2 separate regions of the Arachis hypogaea genome follow, and region 2 is linked to region 1. A link is a contact called in public Hi-C data. All regions are on one chromosome and are shown on one strand. Each heading gives the region's core, a stretch centred on a gene start, on an enhancer-like site or on the middle of the called end of the contact. The rest is flanking DNA. Distances are from core to core; before and after follow the strand shown.

Region 1 (6,220 bases), core at 3,220-5,719:
AGGTTATCTGATTTGGGGGTGGGGTAATGAGGTTGGGCTAATGGTTTTGTTAGGGGGAACGCTTAGCTTAGTGGTAGACTAGTAGACTTAGCGAGAGTGATTTTTTGTTTTTTAAACGAGAGTAATTTGAATTTACTTAAAGTGAGTTGGAGCGTTGGTTGACCCAACAGGATCTTGTGTTGTGCGTTTTGGTATGGGTTGGGGCTGTCCGGCCCACATTGCAAGTTTGTAACCAAAAGAATACCAAAAAATATTGGGTTGCTGCTTGCTTTGGTTATGTTATTCAGGAAACAAAATTTATTCATGATGAAAAATTGATAAATGATAATGCTACTTTGATTGAAAACAAAAACAAATTAAAAAAAAAATATTATATTGATATGATAATATTTTTTCTTATTACATTATACAAAATTAAACTAACACTTTGCATTTTTATTTACATTTACTTAGTTTTTTTAAATATTAAGAAAATTATTAATGTTAATTGTGCTTTTAATCATTTTGGATCTGACTCTCATAGTAGGCTAATGCATGAACAAATTTATTTTTGTTTTTTTATAGGTAAATTTTCATATTATGAATATTTATGAATAGAAAAAATAATTTACTCTAATGAATTTTATGATATTTTTTGAGCTAGAAACTGATCGTAGGCATGACTCAAACCGATGTGTTTGAAATGCAGTATTGGTTCATATCATGCGAGTTATTTAATTCATCTTACTAAAAAATTACCATATTTAGCACAATAACATTTAATAAGATCGTTATTTTGATTCATAAAAAAAAAAAAAAAAAAGGTGTTAACGACTACAAGATTATCCACGTACAATGATTTTGAGGACTTCTCATATTAAATGAAATTTGGTTAATAACAATAAGTAATTTTGTACATTCCATTGGTAATGTTTGATAATAATTAGTATTACAAAGTATAGGTGAGTATAAAGTATGTGTGATTAATATTAATGTGGAAATGGAGATATAGTTAATTACTTAACTTCAGACATACGAAAATTAACACTTTTTTGGCTAATCATGACTATAGCGCAGATAGATTTTTTTTAAAAGATAGGGTTATCAATTTATGTTACTAGTTTTCTTGGTGTAAAGAGTTTGTAAAGTGCGTTGTGGACTTTTAGAAACTAACCCAATAGAAAAAGATCAAAGCCGAGTCTATATTGGGCCGAATCCGGTCTGCCATTTTTTCTATTTGAATAAAATTATCATTTGAATTTGGGATGGGCCCAGTTGCCAATTTGAGAATATTATTTTGGGTATATTGAACCACAGCGAAAATTTGAAGCCCTTTCCTTGAGCTCTCGACTCTCGTGGCCACTTATGGTACAGCGAATAGAAGCTTCTAGCAATGGCCATGGCAGAGCACTGCATCTCAGTTTGGAAGGGATGATCGTAATCTTCGACGCACCAGATCCAGATGGAGTCCTAGCATAGTTGCAGGAGCAGCGTATTGGAGTGGGTATTGGCGGTGGGTGAATGAGGATACCATTCCAATGATGAAAGATGAAGCATGAAGCCGGAGAAGAAGAAGAGTTTTCTCAGGTTCAGATAGTTCCAAATGATAATGCTTTCTAAATATTATATTGATATGAGAATATTGTTTCTTATTACAATACGCAAAGTTAAACTAAAACTTTGCTTTTTTATCTATATTTACTTAATTTTTCTAAGTACTAATAAAATTACAATGCTTTCTAATGATTCCTTGTTTACCAACAAGGACTTCAATCAAACTCATTTTTATCATGGAGGCTTTAAAAGCCTCAAAAAACAGTGTTTGATTGGAAGCCAACAGATTGATTGCATTGATTGTCTGTGCACCCCTTGTATCAAACAGCACTTGATCGCTGTTAAAGGGTCCATCACCACGCTGAAGATTTATATAATAATTATTATCAAACTCAAAAGCAGTTATCTGGTCCAAATTTGTGACATTTTCTCCCTTTGACCCATTATTTTTGCAGTTTCGGCGACGGGAAAGTGTACACCGTCCTCTGCCAATTGTGTGAGCACCTGAAGAAGTGAAAATAAAAAATATTAGAAACATAAATTACCAAATAATTAAAGAGAAATTCTATGCTACTGATAGTGAAAATCAACATGTGATGCTGTCACTAGGTGTTACTGTAAAGTTGCTGTGTGCATATGTATATATATATATAGTTATCTCGTAAACAAAAAATAAATTCATTTAAACTGAGAAGATTAATAAAGTAAAAAAATAAAGAATTAATTATTATTAAGTTTGTGATTTTCATATGTAAGGATAATTAAACTCCTCACTTTTTAAATTAACCCATCTTCATTTATTTTGGAGAAGCTAGTTTGATTCATAGACAAATAATGCTACATTTTTCTTATTTGATAATTATGTTTAGCAATATCCTTTTTTTAAAAAAGTGAATAAAATAAGTTTTTGTTGTATACATAACTAGCCTATTATATTATCAAGAAAAAAACAGAATATTGGAAAACATTTTGGTTGTACCAACCTTTTGTGGATCATCTCTTGTACTAATTTGTTGTTTCTTTTAACAGCTATAATCAATTATTATGTGAATCATTGTTTCTGAATTATTTAAAGATGTGTGTGCATCCATAAATAGATATATTTCTATTGTCTATACTCCATATATAAAGGAAAACTTATCTTTTTAATCTAAAATGAAAAGGTACACAATAACATGCACAAATTTAATTTGTTGTTTGAATAAAGAGTTAGAGATACACAAGTCTTAACATATATAATCATGTCTGTTTATTCAAAATAAATGGATACAAGCAACTACTCTGATTTTAGCAATGATGTAAAGACATCAATCTCTTCAGTTAAAAAAATGGATATATCATTAGTATTGGTTGTACCATTATGAAAAATCATCTTTATTTACTCTGTCTAAGGGAATTTTTATTTAATATACTACAAGTGTTAATTAAAAAAATTCTATACAGATATTTAATTACTTAAATAATTATTTACAGATAAATTTTATTCAATTCTTTCTAAAATAACATATAATTTATTCTATATGATATGTCAATTTTTAATTGAATAATATCTTAATTATAATAGAACCATTTTATAATTAAATTATTATTTAAAATAAATCAATATATAATTTTTTAAAATATTAATAACCAAATGGATCACCATCACATTTGCACCGTACTCCACGACTTTTCTCAAAGTATGATAATCGGGTGCAGTACCATTTAAAAGAAATTCTATTTTCAAAATTTTAGTGTAATTCATTTGTAATAAGCCACTGAAATTATTAACAGCAGCATTTATATTCAGTGGCACATTAATCACAAACTTATACTCATTATTTATGGAGTAGTTTTTGCGCTTCAACGCCTTCTTATAAAAAAAATCATAAATAAATCATGAATAACATTTTTAGCACAATCTACTTTATATATGGTGTAATTTATTAGTTTCGTTTATATAATTTAAAACGTGGCAATAGCACCACATTCCAACCGCACTACATACTGTCCGCATGCATGATGATTATAACAGTCACCATAGACTTACCCATAATTAAAACAGTTATAAACTCATTCGTATAATCAAATTTTAAAATTTATAAGAAAGGTTGAAGATAAACCTGAAAGTGCCACTAAATCATTCATATCAAGACCCTTTTTCTGAAATGCCGAAATGAGCTGAGGGAGGTTGGATTTTGGACCAGGAATGTCCGAATTTGCCAAGTCGAAGCTTGCTGTTTCACTATCTCTTCTGCCCAAGGGAACTTGCCAAGTTGGACCATTTGACTGTCAAATCAAGATAGTTAAAAAAAATGAATAATGCACACTAATCAATTGAGATGAACATGCAAATTAAAAAGAAAGTTTACCATCTCCGAAGACACTTCGGCAGCAAGTGCGACAATATCAGCGCAGGAAACAACCCCAGGACAAGCTTTCTCGATATTTTCCTTAATCAAATTGATCACATCCAACCTACGAATGGAGTCCAGATTCGGCGCTGCAAGTTGTTCGCTTCTAATAGAAGCGGTATCATTTAACAAAATTGATCCATCACACCCCTGCATACATACATATCCATGATTAGAATCTTTCTACAATAATTTACGATAATAACATAGAAATTAACACAATTTTGTATACTTACTTGGACGAAGCAATCGTGGAAATGAAGTCTTATCAAGCTGGCGAAAAGCCGCTCATCTTTTCCAGGCCCCTTCGAAACATTAAGAAGAACTTGTCGTACAGTTGACTGGAGAGAGGGACATGTATCTTTGTAAAAGAATGGATCTAATAATTGTGCTCTGGTGGTAGGAACCACAACACACAAAATCAAAGGGAATAAGAAAAGAAACAGAAACTTCATCTTGTATGATTGTATATGATAGAGAGTGTTTGAGCGGCTTTCTCTGCAGATACAACACCTCTATTTATACTAAAACTTTGACCATTCCTAAATATTTATTTTAACAGGTTTAATTATAAATATTAAATAATACCTTCTTATAAAGAGTGAAATAAACATTAAGTGTTAAGTTAGAGAAAATCAAAAGACACTTGTATAACTAAAACAGTAAAACTCTAGAAGTATCATTATACCATTTGTGGCTAAAAAAATAGAAATTAATATGCAACTTGGTTTAATGAATATTATTTTACAAAGTCTAATAATATACATGTGTAAGCTTGGAACGTTTAATTATAATATATTAAGAAGTAGAGTTTCATTTTAGATAAGATTAATTTAAATAAAATAATAATAAAAAAATATGCAAAAAAAATTGCAAAAATATTAATTTATAAAAAATATTTATTTTTTATATTTTTATATTTATTTTTAATTTATTCAATTATATGAAACACCCAAAAAAATAATAATAATCAAATATTATATATTGAGTAAGTAAATACAAACAATTATTCTCCAATTTTAGGTTTTACTATATATATTTGGTGGTCCAAGATTTGTGATTGTTTAGTATTAGCCTATTAGGTGCTTAGGTAGTATAGTTATATCTCATTGTTTTTTCTTATTTACATTGCATTTAAGCTAATTAAAATAAATAAAACCCAAAATCTGAAATCAATTACCAAATAAAACTAAAACCAAACTAATTAAACTACATCATAGCTTATTTTTATATAATCAGTTAATAAAAGTAATTTGTTCACGGAATTTTAAAATTAAAACATAAGCAGTTAAGTACCATATTTTTAAAATTTCAGGATAATAAATATCAAATTTCCATTGTTAAATTGGTTAGTGATTATGTTGGATAAATTTAAATAAAAAATAAAAATCATTCCACGATAATTTAGCATGATTTTGGATGTATAATTTTGTTGTAAGTTTCTTATGTTTTATTGATTTTATAAATTAAAATATACAATAAATATTGGTATTATACTATTATTATTTTTAAAGTTTAAATATTGGAGCTAAAAGTATAATATTGTAATTTATAAAAACTAAAAATTTTATATTTTTAATTTATTCAATTATATAAATACCAAAAAAAAAATATTATATATCTTGAGTAAATAAACACAGAATTATTCTCCAATCAAAAGGTCTACTCTATATTTGGCAGTCCAACTTCTAATTTTATCTTATCTTGTATGAGAAGTTTTCTTGTAAATAGCAAGTTTGTTGTTTATATAATTGTATGACATTTTTTTTTGAATATTTACGTGACTTGCTTTACATATAGAAGACTAGAGGAGCTATTTATAAGAAAATTGGAACAAGGCTGTTCCTATAGTACTACATGCTAAAGGAATTAATTTTGTCGTAATGTACATATATATACATATTCATAATTATAATTACTTAGAAATTTTCTTCGTATTGCTATTTTTTTCTTTTACAGCCTACTTAATTACTATTATTGTTGAATATAATTAATTAAAAAATGCCCTCCAAGTGCAGCTGTTAGTAACATATTAACATGTATTCAACACATTCATAAATACATATCTTTAATAAAGTAACAGTAATTAATAGGGTAAGAAACAAGATCATGAAGATGATCAAATGCACATATATATAGACAAGAAAGCGGAGTGTTGGAGTAATTGCAATTATATTTGAAATATTTATGTTAAAGTTAATACAATTAAAATGCATAAATGATCATATAATACATATTAAATATATATTTTAAAATTATAAAATATTTTTTAACCTTGCATATCAATAAAATAA
Region 2 (6,424 bases), core at 3,173-5,672, 66 kb after region 1:
AGATGACAACAGGGTCATCTAGGTTGGTATCAACACCGTTAAAGTCGGTTGATCTGAAAGTCACTTCTGGGACATTCGTCAGTGGCTGAGGATTGCTTGGGGCATCGGTTACTGCCAGCATGGTTCTGTAAGTACGTTTTCGGGCTGAGCTTGTGTGTCCTCCTCCAGCGTAGCCCCCTGAAATACAGTTTATTACTCCTCTAGGTTGGGCCGGTGCTTTTTCCTTTCCTTTTGAGGATGCGCCAGCTGTTGATGTATATGGGGCGGGGCTAGTGTTCTTCTGGATATGCCCTGCAATAAATTTGTCGAGATGCCCCTGCCTTGCTAGTCGTTCAAGAAGATCTTTAGCAATGACACATTCGTCAGTGGTGTGTCCGTGTTTCTGGTGAAAAGTGCAATACTTCGATCTATCGACGCTCTTTGATTCTGGATAATTGCCGGCTTTGTGAGGAGGCTTAATTAGTTTAGAGTTCAATATCTCCTTGATAATATCGTCCCTTTTTGTGTTGAATTGAGTGTATGAGCCATAACGAGGGACCGGCTTAAATGCTTTTTTGCTATCTCGAGGCTTATCGTCATCTTTGCTTGTGGTTGACCTTTCTGTCCTCCTTGCTTGCCTGAGTTTTTCGACATCAATCTGACCTTTGGCCTTTTCACGAAACTCAGCTAAAGTTTTGAGCTTTGTCACAGCGATAGTTTCCTGAAATTTGCCAGGGCGGAGGCCGCTTTTTATGGCGTGGAGATGAACTTCTGGATGGAGGTCGGGGATCCTCATGGCGACCTTTGTAAAGCGGGTGATATAATCCTTCAGGCTTTCTTGTGCTCCCTGCCTTATGGTCGTCAAATAGTCAGAATCGTGTAGATATATTGCGGACGCTGCAAAATGGTCTTCAAATTGGGCAGCCAACTCCTGAAAACGGGATATCGAATCTGCAGGCAAAGAGCAAAACCAGTCAAGTGCAGGACCGTCTAAAAAAGATGGAAAACATCGACAAAGAATTGGATCGGATGCACCGTTAACAATCATAATAGATCGGAATTTTTTGACATGCTGCTTTGGGTCGCCCAATCCGTCATATGGGGTTAAAGTTGTCGGAAGAGTGAATTGTCTGGGGAGTTAGAAGTTCATTATATCTGTTGTAAATGGTCCCGCCGAGTTGTCAGGTTGTTCTTCCTCGTTATCAGGCTGAGCTTCGTCATTCTGTTGATTTCCTTCGTTGTCGCTTTGTGGTGTCTCAGAAACATGAGTTCGTTCGTTGTTCTCGTGATCATGGTTATGGTGCTCTAAGCGAGCTTGCACTAACTGCGCAATTTGGTTTTGCATTCTCTAGTTGTCCTCTGCCATTCGCTGGTTTGCTTGTTGAAGCTCGGTCACCATCCTCAAAAGTTCGGATGAAGTGGGCGGGGGAGCATCAGCCATGAGAGTGCATGGAGATCTTGGGGCTTACCACAAATGATGTTTCAAATTTTTCGGGCCCCACGGTGGGCGCCAATGTTCTTACCAGCTTGAGCCGAGGTATAAGTCGTCCTTCTGGTAAGGTCGGCAAACTTCTAAGGCGCGATCCAAACTTCGTCGGCAAAGGAAGAGTGGGAGAGGTGGGTACCTGCAAAGGCACTCCGACGCTCAAGTCAATAAGAGAATATGTATGAAGACTTTTTCTTAGAGAGATTGCCTACCTCTTTTGTTCCTGTCTCTTGCTTTTATATTTGTTCGGATAGGGATGACTGTTGTTTCTAGGTCGTAACGTCTGGGAAGAAAATTAATCATATGTCCGACGTTATGTAAATAAATGCCGATCATTGCGAATGCTCGGCTATTATTGTGGGTGCGTTACCGAGCTATAATTCGTAACCGATCTTACTGGTCATATCACAGCCCCAAGCTTAGCCTGGCCTTGAGGAGACAGGTTGAGCTTTTTGACGAGTTATAGCTCGGTGTATGGAGCCCCCAGGTCAACGTGGCTCACTCAGTAATACTTTTTATAAATAGAGAAGTGTGAAGTTATTATGAAACAGTTTGTTTTATTGGGTCTTGTGCGTAGTCATTATTATGATTGGGTTCAACTTCCCAAGTTGTTCCATAACCGTTCTAAGTGGGTTTAGGTAAACGGTGTAGATTAATTCATGGAACTGAAAAGTTCATTTAATTAGTGGCTCAGGATGAAGGTTGGTTCCTTTGCTATTCTGTTTAAGTGGGAAGCATCAGGTTTTCATAGAAGCATGAGTACCAGAGGTTAGTAAACCTTCTTTACCTCTTCTGCTTCTAATCTTTCACTGAGAATGGGTGATAAAAAGAAAAAATTGTTACCTCAAGTTGAAAACAATGAGGATTATAGCTGGGTTGAGAGAGACGTTACCTGGGGGCTCCATACACCGAGCTATAACTCGTCAAAAAGCTCAACCCGTCTCCTCAAGGCCAGGCTAAGCTTGGGGGCTGTGATATGACCAGTAAGATCGGTTACGAATTATAGCTCGGTAACGCACCCACAATAATAGCCGAGCATTCGCAATGATTGGCATTTATTTACATAACGTCGGACATATGATTAATTTTCTCCCCAGACGTTACGACCTAGAAACAACAGTCATCCCTATCCGAACAAATATAAAAGCAAGAGACAGGAACAAAAGAGGTAGGCAATCTCTCTAAGAAAAAGTCTTCATACATATTCTCTTATTGACTTGAGCGTCGGAGTGCCTTTGCAGGTACCCACCTCTCCCACTCTTCCTTTGCCGACGAAATTTGGATCACGCCTTAGAAGTTTGCCGACCTTACCAGAAGGACGACTTATACCTCGGCTCAAGCTGATAAGAACACTACCTATTAACTTTTTTATTATATCTGTAATCCATGAATTTAGACCCAATTCATTTTATCCTATTATCATGGATTAGATGAACTTTTTAGCTTATTTATAATCTCTTCGTTAGTTTTGTGTGTTTTATTTATTTGGAGTAGTCTTTCACTTAAACCAAATACATAAAAGATGAATAAATATAAAAAATTCACTTTTTATTAGCTAACGTTAATTATTTTTTTATAATAAATTTAATATTTTAACTCTTATTTTTTTGAAAGATTTAAGATTTTAAAAATTAAAATTTAAAATTTAAAAATATAAAATTAAAAAAAATTGACTTCTGATTAAACTCGATGAAAGATTAATAAAATTCCATAAGTTTTTTTATCTAGAAAACTCATTAGTCATTGACAGCTATGTACATAGACTAGCTCCCCAATTAATGACATTTTAGATTGATAGAATTAGTTCATTCAAAATCAATTATAGCTCTGTTTTTTTAGTTCACGGTGTTTTTTTTATTTAATAGGTCAAGAAATTAATCTATGTACCAAATTATTTTAGTAACTAATATGAATCACATTTATAAAATTTAAAAATTAAATAGAGATAATTAAAATTGTAAGAATTAATTAAAATTAATGTGCAAATTCAAGAATCAAATTAAATATTATCTCTTCTTGTAATAAAAAATTTCCATTATCTCTTTATATTAGAATATTTAATAAATTCGATTTCTATTGTATAAGGATATAGATGTGCTTGTGATTTATTATGAATTGAAGAGAGAGAGAGATTATTTTTACTTTATCGGTATTTTAGTCTTCGGAAAAGCTAATTTTTATAATTTCTAATACAACAAATAACCTTAATTCTAAAAGGTTATTTTAATCTTTGTAGGATTAATTCTAAATAATTATTTTAATATTTTAAAATTAACTAAAATGGTTTTTAGTCTTTTTAATATTAAATTTAAATTACTAATTGCTAATACAATCAATCAACCTTAGTTAAAGTTTAATTTAAAGGATATATTAGTCCTTTAAAAATAAACTAAAAAGTACTTTAGTCTTTTTAAAATTAATCTTCAAAGATTATTTTATTATTTTAAAATTAATTATAGGAAAATTTTAATTATTTTAAAAATTGAAATATAAAATTTTTAACATGATTAAAATTTTTACAATTCCTCTACATGTATACTCTTTAAAATTAATAGTCTTTAATTTTGTTTTGTTAATTAAAAGCTAATTTAAATCTATAATTAATTAATCATAAGTTAATAACTATATTTTTATATGAATATAAAGAATATTTAGGGTATAATAAATAGTATTTTTTAAAATTTTATAGAAGTAAGTAACTGTGAAATGTGTTTGATGTGGCATTTCCATGTGCTGGTAATGGCATCATGTATTAATTTTTCAGCCAATCCTTTTCTATTTTCTTTGAATTTTTCAACCAATCCTTTCCTAGTTTTTGCTTCTAACCCAACATTATATTCTTTTCTTGACTTTCTTGTGAAAAACAAAAATCTCCATAACCCCAAATCTCACAGACAAACAAATAAAAACCGAAACAGATATTAGGGCCACTTTCAATAAGGGAGCCCAATGATGCTACTGTAAGTTAGAAAAACAAATTCCGTAACTTTGAAGAATTTAAAACTGTGACGTTCACGAACCAAAAAAAAAAAAAAAATTGTAACTTTGGAAAGCCGCTTATTAAGTTTTGAAGGCAGCAATTTTATCTCTAGTAATAGTTTTATTTTCTTTGATTTTTCTTTCTCAGATTTAAAATTTGGATGTTGATTATAATTCAATTTTTTTTTAAATTCACTTTTCTTAAAACTGTTAATCTTAGTGGTTATTATATATTTTATCATTTTCAACTAATGAATTCTATCTCTAAAAGATACTATAGAATATAATTAACACTTTGTACCAAATACTTAATGATTAATAGCACATACAATACAGAATGACTCGTATTAATATTTACTATAAATTTTATAAATAATAAAATTAAAATAAGAATTATTCTTTGTATACAAGTCATCTTTTATACAAGTTTTTATAAGTGATTTATATTTACGTGCACATGCACATGTTCTTTTTTTTCTTCTTTTTCTTTTTCTTATACAAATTCTTCTCTTTTTTATTATCATCGTCATAAATATCACCACCACCTCCTCCTCCTTTTTCTCCTTTTTTCATTGGAATTTCTTCTCCTCCTTCTCTTCCATCATCAGTTATCTCGTTGTTGAAGATAATGAATAATTTAAGTTTAAATTGTCAATTGAATCATAACGAAATTGATTATTATTTTAAATCCAATCAAGTGGCTGAGGTATGGTTCAATTCTAGTTAATTTTTTTTATTAGTAGTTTATGATTCTGCAGGTAAATAATGATGAATGTAATGTAAAAGTTCTGCATTAGAGGAAATATTTTTCTATATTTACAGCAAATTTGGTGTAATATGAAGATATTTGGTGTAACACGAAAATATTTAAGTGTATTGTTTAAGTATTTTCGGTGTATGTGTGCTAATAAGTCCTGCAAAATTCAAAACTCTTCTTCTCTCTCCTCTTCATCTTTTGCTGCGTCTTCTTCTTCTTTTTCAACATCATCATCATCATCATCTTTTTTTTTATTCATTTTTTTCTTGTTTTATCTTCTCAAATTTCTTCTTGTTTTTACTCTTTTAGCAAGAATAAAAATATAAAAAATCAAACAAAAAAAAAGAAGAAACACATAATGGTACAAAATTACTTGGAAGAGAATGAACTTACATTCATTCAACTAAAAGAAAGAAAGAAATAAGAAGAAAAAAAAAGAAGAAAAAAAATACAGCATTAAAGGAAATATTTTTCTATATTTGCAGCAAATTTGGGTATAACACGAAGATATTTGGGTGTAATAGGAAGATATTTGAGTGTATTGTTTAAGATTTTTCGGTGCATGTGTGCTGATAAGTTCTGCATAATTCAAAATTCTTCTCCTTCCTCATCATCATCTTCTGCTGCTTTTTCTTCTTTTTTTTTTCATCATCATTATCATCACCATCTTCTTCTTCTTTTTTTCTTATTCATATTTTCTTTTTTTTTTACCTTCTCAAGTTTTTTCTTGTTTTACTCTTTTAATAAGAATAAAAACAAAAAAGAAAAAGAAATACATAATGTTACAAAATTAATTAGAAGATGATGAACTTACATCCATCCAACTAAAAGAAAGAAAGAAATGACAAAAAAAAGAAGAAAAAAAATGCAGCATTAGAGAAAATATTTTGCAGCAAATTTGAGTGTAACACGAAGATATTTAGGTGTAACAGGAAGATATTCGAGTGTATTGTTTAAAAATTTCTGGCGTATGTGTGCTGATAAGTTCTATATAATTCAAAACTCTTCCTCTTCTTCATTCTCATCTTTTGCTGCTTCTTCTTCTTTATCTTCTTATTTCATATTCTCATAATTCTTCTTGGGAAGAAAAAATCAAACAAAGATGAAAAAAATACATAATGTTACAAAATCAATAGAAATAGTAGGAGGAAAAAAATATAACAACGACAACAGTAATAAAAAATCGACGATGAAGATGAAACACGCGAAGAAAAATAAGAAAA

Evidence for each region. Hi-C and Micro-C count contacts between places; a contact is called where the count stands out from the background.
Region 2: a contact with region 1 is called in a Hi-C map of an unstated tissue, with 2.9 times the contacts expected there. The contact joins the enhancer-like site here to the promoter of LOC112741459 in region 1. A contact is called at or near these places in 3 of 8 Hi-C or Micro-C datasets (leaf and an unstated tissue).

Annotation. Positions count from the first base shown.
Region 1 is chr14:10,586,554-10,592,773 of arahy.Tifrunner.gnm2.J5K5, forward strand. It overlaps LOC112741459 (peroxidase 53), which reads right to left and starts at 4,470. Exons shown (of 4, transcript XM_025790461.3): 1 at 4,163-4,470; 2 at 3,885-4,076; 3 at 3,636-3,801; 4 at 1,577-2,037. The coding sequence starts at 4,381. The coding sequence ends at 1,691.
Region 2 is chr14:10,652,954-10,659,377 of arahy.Tifrunner.gnm2.J5K5, forward strand. No RefSeq gene overlaps it. Among protein-coding and RNA genes, the nearest start is that of LOC112740258, 16 kb to the right of the region's middle. Within about 2 kb of position 4,423, at least 1 of the 3 cell types and tissues checked has open chromatin away from gene starts, as enhancers often do.